Linked DNA regions of Mus musculus: region 1 is linked to region 2. The links are chromatin contacts, called in public promoter capture Hi-C maps. All regions are on one chromosome and are shown on one strand. The core of a region is the stretch at or near the end of the contact, and the rest is flanking DNA. Distances in the headings are between cores, read along the strand shown.

Evidence for each region. Promoter capture Hi-C pulls out the DNA fragments that hold promoters and counts their contacts.
Region 1: a promoter capture Hi-C map of liver shows a contact between it and region 2, with 5 times the contacts expected there. The contact joins the promoter of Cenpv here to the promoter of Nt5m in region 2. A contact is called at or near these places in 2 of 39 promoter capture datasets (cranial neural crest and liver).

The regions. Positions count from the first base shown.
Region 1 is chr11:62,536,019-62,540,753 of GRCm38.p6, reverse strand. It overlaps Cenpv (centromere protein V), which reads left to right and starts at 1,493. Exons shown (of 5, transcript NM_028448.1): 1 at 1,493-1,898; 2 at 4,374-4,472. The coding sequence starts at 1,549.
Region 2 is chr11:59,846,443-59,850,855 of GRCm38.p6, reverse strand. Nt5m (5',3'-nucleotidase, mitochondrial) reads right to left here and starts at 2,783. Exons shown (of 5, transcript NM_134029.2): 1 at 2,484-2,783. The coding sequence starts at 2,726. It also overlaps a transcript of Cops3 not described here.

The DNA of each region.
Region 1 (4,735 bases), core at 244-2,743, 2.7 Mb before region 2:
ACAATGTACATGCTATTTTTGAAATGACATTCAAAGATAGGCTAAAGTAGTGTGGTAGATCACACCTGTGATTCTAGCACTTGGGAGGTTGAGGCTGGAGAATAGGTACAGGTTTGAAGCCAGCCTTAGCTACTTAGTGAGTCTAGGACTAGACTAGGCTAAAGAATGAAGCCCTGACTCAAACAAGCCCGGCAGCCAAGTAAAGGTGCCTGTCACCAGACAGCTTGTTTGGTGCAAGAAGAGAACTCATGGTGTAGACTGTCTTCTGCTCCCCATGCACCCGCATACTTCGCTCTCCTCCTGAATAAAGATTTTTAAAACTGTAATGTGTATCAGGAGGTGGAGGCAGGCAGATCACAGTGAGCTAAGATAAACCTGAGCCTTATTCGTGAGTTCCAGGCCAGCCAGGGCTACACGGTTAGACCTTGTCTCTAAATACACAAAACAGGCGAAAGTAAGTCACAGTGAGAAAAAGCCAAAACAAAACAGTGGTCACTTCTGCTTGCTTTTTGGAGATAGTCTAGATGTGGCTAGGATATGCCACATCTGAATTGGTGCATGCAAATCTGTACATTTAAGATACGGGCACAAAGGAAACACCAAAACAAATTATGCATCTAGGAAGTTTCAATTATTGAGAACTTTGTGTTAAAACTTAATGAGGATTTATGAATTAATCAAGCTGTATTTGGGAAAACCCATATTTTCATCATTAAAGATAATAAATGGACTCTATATTGTAATAAAATCAACAAAAACAGAACTAAGTTGAAAAATGAAAAATGCACCAAAAACGAGTAAAAGAAAACGTTTCTTTAAAAGTGTGAGAACAACTGAAAGGGTTTGGAGACTATCTGGGATACCGCAGTGGATGGTTCTTGGGATTTTTGTCTTTAAACGTCAATACGGTATTCTGCAAAAGCTTATGAATGGAATGTAATCCTGGATCCATTTACTTAAAATTGAAAACAAAATCTAGGGCTGGGAATGTGGCTCAGTGCAAGAGTGCTTTCTCAAAGCTGTGGGTCCTATTCTCAGTTCTGCAAAACCACCAAAAAACCTGTTGACCATTGATCAAACTGACTCCAGCTGTCATTTATGCTTCCAGTAGCAGATATCCGACAATTTACATACTACGTTAGCTCACATTAGGTACATGATGGCCTCTGCCAAGTTGGTAGTGTTACCACCTTGGAAACCACGAAGTCACCCAAGCGTGCCAGCTCTGATGTGGCCGTGAATTTATGAACTGAGGCCTGACCCAGGTCCCCAGTTAGAAATGTGTGGTTGGAGTCAGTGGAGGCTGGAAGCTCCTTCGCTGATCAAACGGGCACCGCTACCTGCAAGCGCAGGTGCAGGCGCGGTCTCGTTAGACCCTCAGCGCTCGGCCGGCCCCACGGCCAGGGTCTCTTAGTTGGGTCCCTAGCTCGCGTGTTCCGGAGCGCCGCGCACCACCCCCGGGGCCTTCAGGTTGTCGGAGGCGGGGACGCGCATCGGCCGGCGGGAGCGCGCAGAGCCGAGAGGCCTGCGAGCCCGGCTGAGGGAGACATGCGGCGGACTCGCAGTGCCGTGGCCACCGGCCCGCGGGAGCAGCGGCGCTCGGGGGCCACCGGGGGCTTGAGCGGCGGCGAAAGCCGCGCGCAGCGCTCCCGGAGCAGGACTAGGGCCGGGGCCGGGGGCGGGGGCGGGGCGGTCGGTCCGCAGCCGTCGGCAAAGCCGCGGCCCAAGCCACCGCCGCGGGCCCAGGAGGCGGCCGCCGAGGAGCCACCGCCGGCGGTCACCCCCGCCGCCTCGGTGTCGGCGCTCGACCTGGGGGAGCAGCGGGAGCGCTGGGAGACGTTCCAGAAGCGGCAACGGCTCAGCTTCGAGGGCGCCGCCAAGCTGCTGCTGGACACCTTGTGAGTGTGTCGGGGGCGGCGGGCCGGCACACGCGAGGTGCGCACGGGCGGCGGGACCCGAGGGCTGAGTGCTGAGCCGTTGGCGGGCTGCTCCGGACGGTGTCGGGCTGAGTGCGCGGAAGGGCCCCTCAGGGTGAAAAAACAGACATCCCCCGGCTTGCCAGCTACCAAGACCGTTTTACCCGTTTTTGCACGTGCTTTCGGGGAGTGGGCGGGAGGAAAGGTCGAAGTGGAGAATTTAGTGACCCGAGGAGCGAAGGCCGGTTGTTCTAATCAGTTCCCCGGAGGGAGGGTGCAGGGTGCGGTTATTGATCTCGGAGGGAAAGGCGCGCAAAGCGTTGTCCAGGACGGGCGCTTGCAGGGGGAATGGGGAGTTAAGGTGTTATGTTCTCATCCCCGGTCCGGGCTGGCAGCTCCCCCAGTCTGTGCTTCTGAAGTGCTTCCAGCTTCTTTGGTGGCCTAAGGAGCAGATCTGAGGTCCGTTATTGGGGAAAAGAGCTGATGACTACTCTGGCCAGATGCCTGCTCTTTGGCAAATGTAATGTGAACCCCTTCCTCCTTTACCCATTGTGCTCCGAGAAAAACCCAGTACCCTTGTCTTATAGCCCTCACTCGCAGATGAATTAAAAAGAACAATAAAAGACAAAGAAAACTAACGTTAACCCAACAATTGTTTAACAACCTGAACTACTTTTCATAACAACAAGATGCTCTTTTGTCTTTGTCCCAGAATTAGTTCTCTTGGTTTTGGTGGATCCTCTAAGAACTGGAGTATTTAGTTAGCTTTCTATCTGTTTCGTTTATTCAATTTTATCCCCTTGGGCTATAAATTGAATGCTTTAAAACATTAAAACAAAAATCAGTTAAAACTTAAAAAAAATGAAATATAACACGGAGTACCTGTTGTGTACTAGCTACTGGGAGATCTAAATGATACTATATAAAACTCAGTAGAGCTGGGCACAGTAGCACATGCCGACAATCCTAGCATTCAGGAGGCCGAGGCGGAGGAGTACAGTGATTTCAAGTGCAGCCTGGGCTACAGAGATAGATCCTTTCTCCGAAGAGAAAGAGAAAGAGAGAAAGGAAAACAGAAGCAAGCCAGCGAGAAGGAGGTCCACGTGTGTAAGCCCAGCACTTGGAAGGTGGAGGCAGGAAGATCTACAAGTTCAAGGTCATCCTTGACCACATAGTTAATTTGAGGCCAGCTTGAGCTGCACTGACACCCTGTCTCAAAAGGAAACAAAAAAGCCCCCCACACACACACACAAAGCAAAAATTTTTAGGTAATATTTTCCCCTAAAACAAAATGGTAATGATCTTTAAAAAAGATACTAAAAATATTGGCAGGAAAAGAGGCATTTCACTCACCAGAATAGCGTGCTGTATGCTTGCTTACATCCACTCTATGGTCTTTTAAGCTAACTTTTATACAAAGAAAACGTATGTTAAATACACTAACATTTGGTTCCAATATCGCAAAAAATTGGAGGAATGGATAGCAAATACGGGCTCTCTAAGTGGGATGATCACAGGGGTGGAGGGTTCTCAATGTGTTATTAAACTGTTTGGCTTTTTTTTTTTTTTTTTTTTTTTTTTTTTTACAATAAACATTGTATATAGAAGAAGAAAATGAGATGTTAACTTGTTAGAGAAACCTGGGCGAGCTTTCAGTTTTGCCTCTAGTCAGATGGCAAATTGAAGCGGCTATTTGCTGTTTTTCCCTGTGGTGGTTAATCAGAAGTCACAGCGAAACATTGTCTCGTTTATTTCTGGCCAGAATATTTAGTCTTTTGGGGAAGGGGCTTCAGGATGTCCACTGAATCTTACTGTTGAGTTATGGGGCTGGCTCCAACTGTATACAGTTGTGTGAAAAGCCATGGATTTGGGAAGCGTGAGGAGAGTGAGTGGAGTTAGAGGAGCCTTTGTTGCCCCGCAGAAGGCAACTTGGCGACCTGTCTTACTTTTTCATAGCCACTTGTTACCATCTTTATTACAATCAAAACTGAATATTATTTGGCCTGTTTGCCTAGTGGCTGCTTAAGGCTGGTAAAGTTTTTATCTTGGTCCTAAGCTTGTAATTGAAAGAAAGAAAGAAAGAAAGAAAGAAAGAAAGAAAGAAAGAAAACTAATTAGTTGACATATAAATAAAAATGTTGGGAGTGGGAGCAAATGTGCCAGACTTCTCTCATAGCCTCATATTTACTGAATTCTGGGTATATTTTATTTTGCAGTCATAAAATTCAAGACAGTTCCCAGTGAAAATACTGAACCTCTTTTATGAGATGCACCTGGTTGTCATATATATATATATATATATATATATATATGACATATATATATGTCATATATATATATATATATGAATGAGCCTGGCTTTATTTTAAGAACAAAAAGTCAGCGTGAAGGAGCCAGGCCATAAAACCCCTGCTTGTCTCTTAGAAATTTTTATGCTCTAGTTTTTATTTCATTTAGTGAGTACCAGGGCCTGGTGAAGCACACAGGAGGCTGCCACTGTGGAGCAGTTCGTTTTGAAGTTTGGGCTTCAGCAGACTTACACATCTTTGACTGCAAGTGAGTATTTTATCTTCTCAAATTGGCTTAGAAGAGTTGAAGAGCAAAATAGGCCATGTTTCAGACCAATGTGGGGAGTCGGGGTCTGGATGAGACAGTGTTGGCCATGAGCTGATAACTGTTACATCAGGTACCGAGGACACAAGGGTTCATTGTTCTCTTCTTTGCCATGTGTACAACTAGAAATTTTCAGTGATAACTAAAAAAAAAAAAAAAAAGTGTTATATGTAATTCTTTTACTGTGTGCGTAGATCAGAGGACAA
Region 2 (4,413 bases), core at 1,534-4,033:
GAATATCTATACAAGGGGCTACTGAGCCACTGCTACTTTCTTTGTTGTTTTATGGTACTAAGAAAACCCAGGGCCTCACGCATCCTAGGCAAACACTACTGGTAAGCTAAACCCCTAAACCTTCATTGTATTCTCCTTTCCCTTCTCTTCCTCCATCTCTATCTCTTCTTCCTCCTTTTCCTCCTCCTCTCTATGGTACGGTTTGAAACAAGTCAGCTTGCAGAGTCTGGGTAGATTTCATTTTATCCCATTAGTATATTCCCGGGGCTGGAGAGACGGCTCAGAGGTTAAGAGTACTTGTTGCTCTTGCAGAGGACCTGGGTTCAGTCCTAGCACCTACATGGTAACTCCAGTTCTAAGGCTTTGGATACCTTTTTCTGACCTTTTGTACACCAGGACTGTACACAATGCACATGTGTATATAAAAGCAAAACACCCACACACATAAAACTAAATTTAATATATTCCTACAAGGAAACTATGTCCCCCAAATTCAAATGTTGGTCAGCCATCTGTAAGTGAACCCTATGCAGTGCAGCAGTTGATTGCTGAGGTGACAGAGCATTTCCTTAGGTTTAAAGCTTTCATAGGTCTCAGCACGGGAGAGATCAGCTATCTGGGCTCTGTGGAGATGCTTGCAGCAGTACCATCTGTGAATGAACAGAAATGATACCCCATGTCCCCTTTAAATACCTGTCCCTCAGTAAACCAAATTACTGTGGAGGTACCTTCTTTATCATGTAGGGGCCTGGGAGCTGGGGGTGCAGAGCTGCAGTGCTAGGACAGAACCCTAGAGTCTTGTACTAGCTAGACAATCCTCTACCATTGAGCTGTATTACCACCCACCCCCGTACTGTATTGAAATCAAAAGAGAAAGCAGAACAGAGAACAGGGCAGTAGGGTGGTTGGAGAGAATTGTGTGGAGCAGGCAGACGTGTTGCTGGGGCTTGAATCCCATCTGCGCTCCTTACTACCCCGTGATGTGATGATGGCAGGATGGCAGGTCTCCTTGTGTGCAAGGAGGAAACAGGAGCATCTTCCCACAGCAAGATAAGGGAATGGAGAGAGTGCTGAGTGAAGTCCTGAGGCAATGTGCTGTCACTGACATAGGCAGAGCTGTGTCAGCACCCCAGAACCTCAGACCCATGAAGGAAGGGCAAAGCCCCACCCCCATCCCCTGGCATGAAGAAGCCTTCCTCTGGTCCAAGTATAGAATTTGACAGTATATGCAGAGAATGGCCACTCTAGCTTTCCCCCTTGAATGTTTCCCCCCTGCAGACTGCCTCCCCTGTTTCGTTACACCTCTGTCCCCATCCCTGCCCATCCGTATACACCCGCCTTTCTGTTGATCCCTACAAACACCCTGGGCTTCCAAGAGTGCTGTGGTTTCTCCAGAAAAGAGCCCAGCTCTCTGTGTGTCTTTTTCTTCATGACCTCACTGCCTTCAGTCCTGGAAGACTGTGAAGAACGAGATGTTACAAACCTGATAAGTTAAAAAACAAAAACAAAAAACACTCCTCTGACCATCAAGCACTATAGCCCCTAGACAACCAAGTGAGAAACGCTGGAGTTTCTAAGTTTATGCTGAGCAAATCCCCCTATTCCTTTCATAGAATAGTTTAAGTCTCCAAATTACACTTTACCAAAAAGCCTGGATCTCTGTCTAGCCATGAGGGATGGGAAGGTTGGGGGAGTGGTGCCCAAGGTCTTACCAAAAACCTTACACTGGTCAAGAGGGAAGTTTCACTCTTCCCAGTCCGACTCCCCATGTGACACTCTGCAAGTCACATTCTCTAGCATACAGTATCACTCAAAGTTATGCTTCCATGGGGTAAAAGAGGATGGCAAAGACACTCCTGTCAATTTCATTGGGAGGGATAGCCATGTCTGGGTAAGAGACTGAGAATGCTCGGTTTTGTTTTTTGTTTTTGTTTGTTTTTAATGTAACCAATTATCTGAGGCCAAACACACCAAGAATTTAAAATTCAAGCCCAGCATGGCTTGCAGTCTCAGCTTCTTGAGAGACTATAAAACAGGAGGATCAAAAATTTAGGCCTCCCTAGGCTACACAGTGAATTAGTTCAAGGGCAGCCTAGGGAAGCTAGTGAGAATGAAGGACAAAGTACAAAGTAAGAGGATGGGAGATGTAGGTCAGTGGTTGGGAGCCTGTCTAGTCTACAGAGGTCTGGGTTCAATCTCCAATATTTAGAAGAAGTGGATACTGAAGGGCAGCGGCAGGAGAGAGGAAGAGAGGGGAAAAGGGAGTCCAGCTGGGAAGGGGGATTAAGGAGATAGCTGGAAACCCAGCAACAGCTGAATGGTTGGTCCCTCTAGCCCTGTAGCCCTAGTCCTCCCAGGATCCGTGTGGTACCAAAGAACCCGCCAAAGGTCATTGGAGGAGTCGAGCTGGCTTGGGGCTGGACAGCTGCGGCCTCAGTTTCCCCTCCCCGCGGGGCACGGCTGCGGGGCCGGCTGGTGCTCACGCTTAGCCCAGGCTGTAGCCGTCCGTACTGCTCCGACACCCAGAAGCCGCGCCGGTCCTCCAGCGCCACGAAGGGCAGGTCGGGGAAACGCGCGCGGAACTTCCGGAGGAAGCCGCCCTCAAAGTCCGCCAGCACGCCGTCCATGTCCACCAGCACCCGCAGGGCGCGGCTGCTCGCCCGGCTCCGCTCGGCCCGTAGCGGGGCACCGCGGGGACGCGCACAGCAGCCGCGCAGCCTATGCATCGCCCCGCTCCTCGCCCGGGGCCCGCGGCAGACGCAGCCTCCACCGCGGACACGGACGCGCAGGCTCCGGCCCAGAGCGAGGCCGGCGCGCAGCCCCGCCGCCCTTAAAGGGACATGCGCCCAGAGAAGGTGAGCGCGACGTGGGTGCTGATCGCCCTGGGACATCCAGTCCCAGGTTACAGCCGCCTGTGAAAGCCAGACTGGAGCACTCTTCCTACTGAGGCAGTGGTGGATGGAGGAGCTCACCACCGGAGGAACAAATCCTTAGGTATTTATTGAGCGCTTACTTCGTTGAGCTCTGAGCCCAACAAAGTTCCAGCCATCCCGGATTATGGGTACAGGTTTTTAAACAGCTTGTCATTCCCAAGTATAGACAGGGAGGATTTCAGGTTTTAGGTACAGGTAAAGGCAGATACACCTGCTGTGTGTGATCCTCTTTGTTCATAGATGCTGAATGTTTGCAACCATAACCTTATAAAATTTAAAGCTATCAGAGGTGTAACCTTCAAATCTATAAAGGTTCTAAAAAAAACAGATGCTCTGTGTCCATCCTAACATCACTGGATTCAATAGTGAATCTCCAAATATGTCTGTAAATTTGTTACTGTGCTTCATGTTATTAAAAAAAAAGGAATTAGTAGGTAGAAAAAATATTTTAAAGGATGCAAACATGAAGGTATTTTTGGTAAAGAAAGGTCTCTGTATGTTAAATCTTGGTCCTTCCTGATCTAGATTCCCAGCACCCTGCTGGCTGCTCACAATCCTCTCAACTCTGAACACAGGGGATGCATACAGCACCCTCTGCTGGCCTCCATGGGCACATGTGGTGCACAGACATACATATTGCCAAAACGTGGGGAGAGAGAGAGAGAGAGGGAGGGAGGGAGGGAGGGAAAGAGAGACAGACGGATACACAGGATGTTTGTAAAGATTTTTTAAAAAGACTCTGTCCTAAAGAGAAGAGGGATGGCTGGATGTTTCCAAAATAAGAAAGATAAAGACAAAGCTAGAAAGCTCATGTCCCAAAAGGCCAAGCAAGTTACATGGGAGGACCAGACAATCTGTTGTGAGATTATGTTTTCTGGAAATGACAGAAAAACTTCCATAATAATATGGCTGCCTAAATAAGACCACAACAAGGAACCACCACTGATAGACATGCTAACATGGAAGAGAGACAGTGCTCACAACAGTCTGTAGCTTCAGTTTCTGGAGATTCAACACCTTCTTCTGGCCCCCTCAGGCACCAGGCAAGTGTGTTATACCCATACATACATTCAGGAAAAATAAATATCTTTAAAGAAACTCACCCTCCTTGTCATCTATGAACTTCATTCTCTAAGTTCATGAGACAAGAATCTAGAGGCACTGACTCAGTAAAAGCTTTGTGACTATTGTGGACGCCCGATTCGCCAGCAAGGAAGACACCACAACAGGATTCTTCTGCACAGGTTTATTGGAAGAGCTTGATAGCGAAGCCAAAAGACCCCAGCCCCAAAACTGGCGCTGCTTATATAGGCCTAGGAGTGGCGTGTCTATACCTGATTGGTTGTGCTTTCAGTGCCTCATTTACATTCCCCGGGATGGGCTTTGATTTGGTGAGAAACCCTTATGCACATGCGCACAATGGTTGTTTACCTGAACTTACGGGCGGTGGCCAGCGGTGGCCAGCGCCATCTTGTAATGG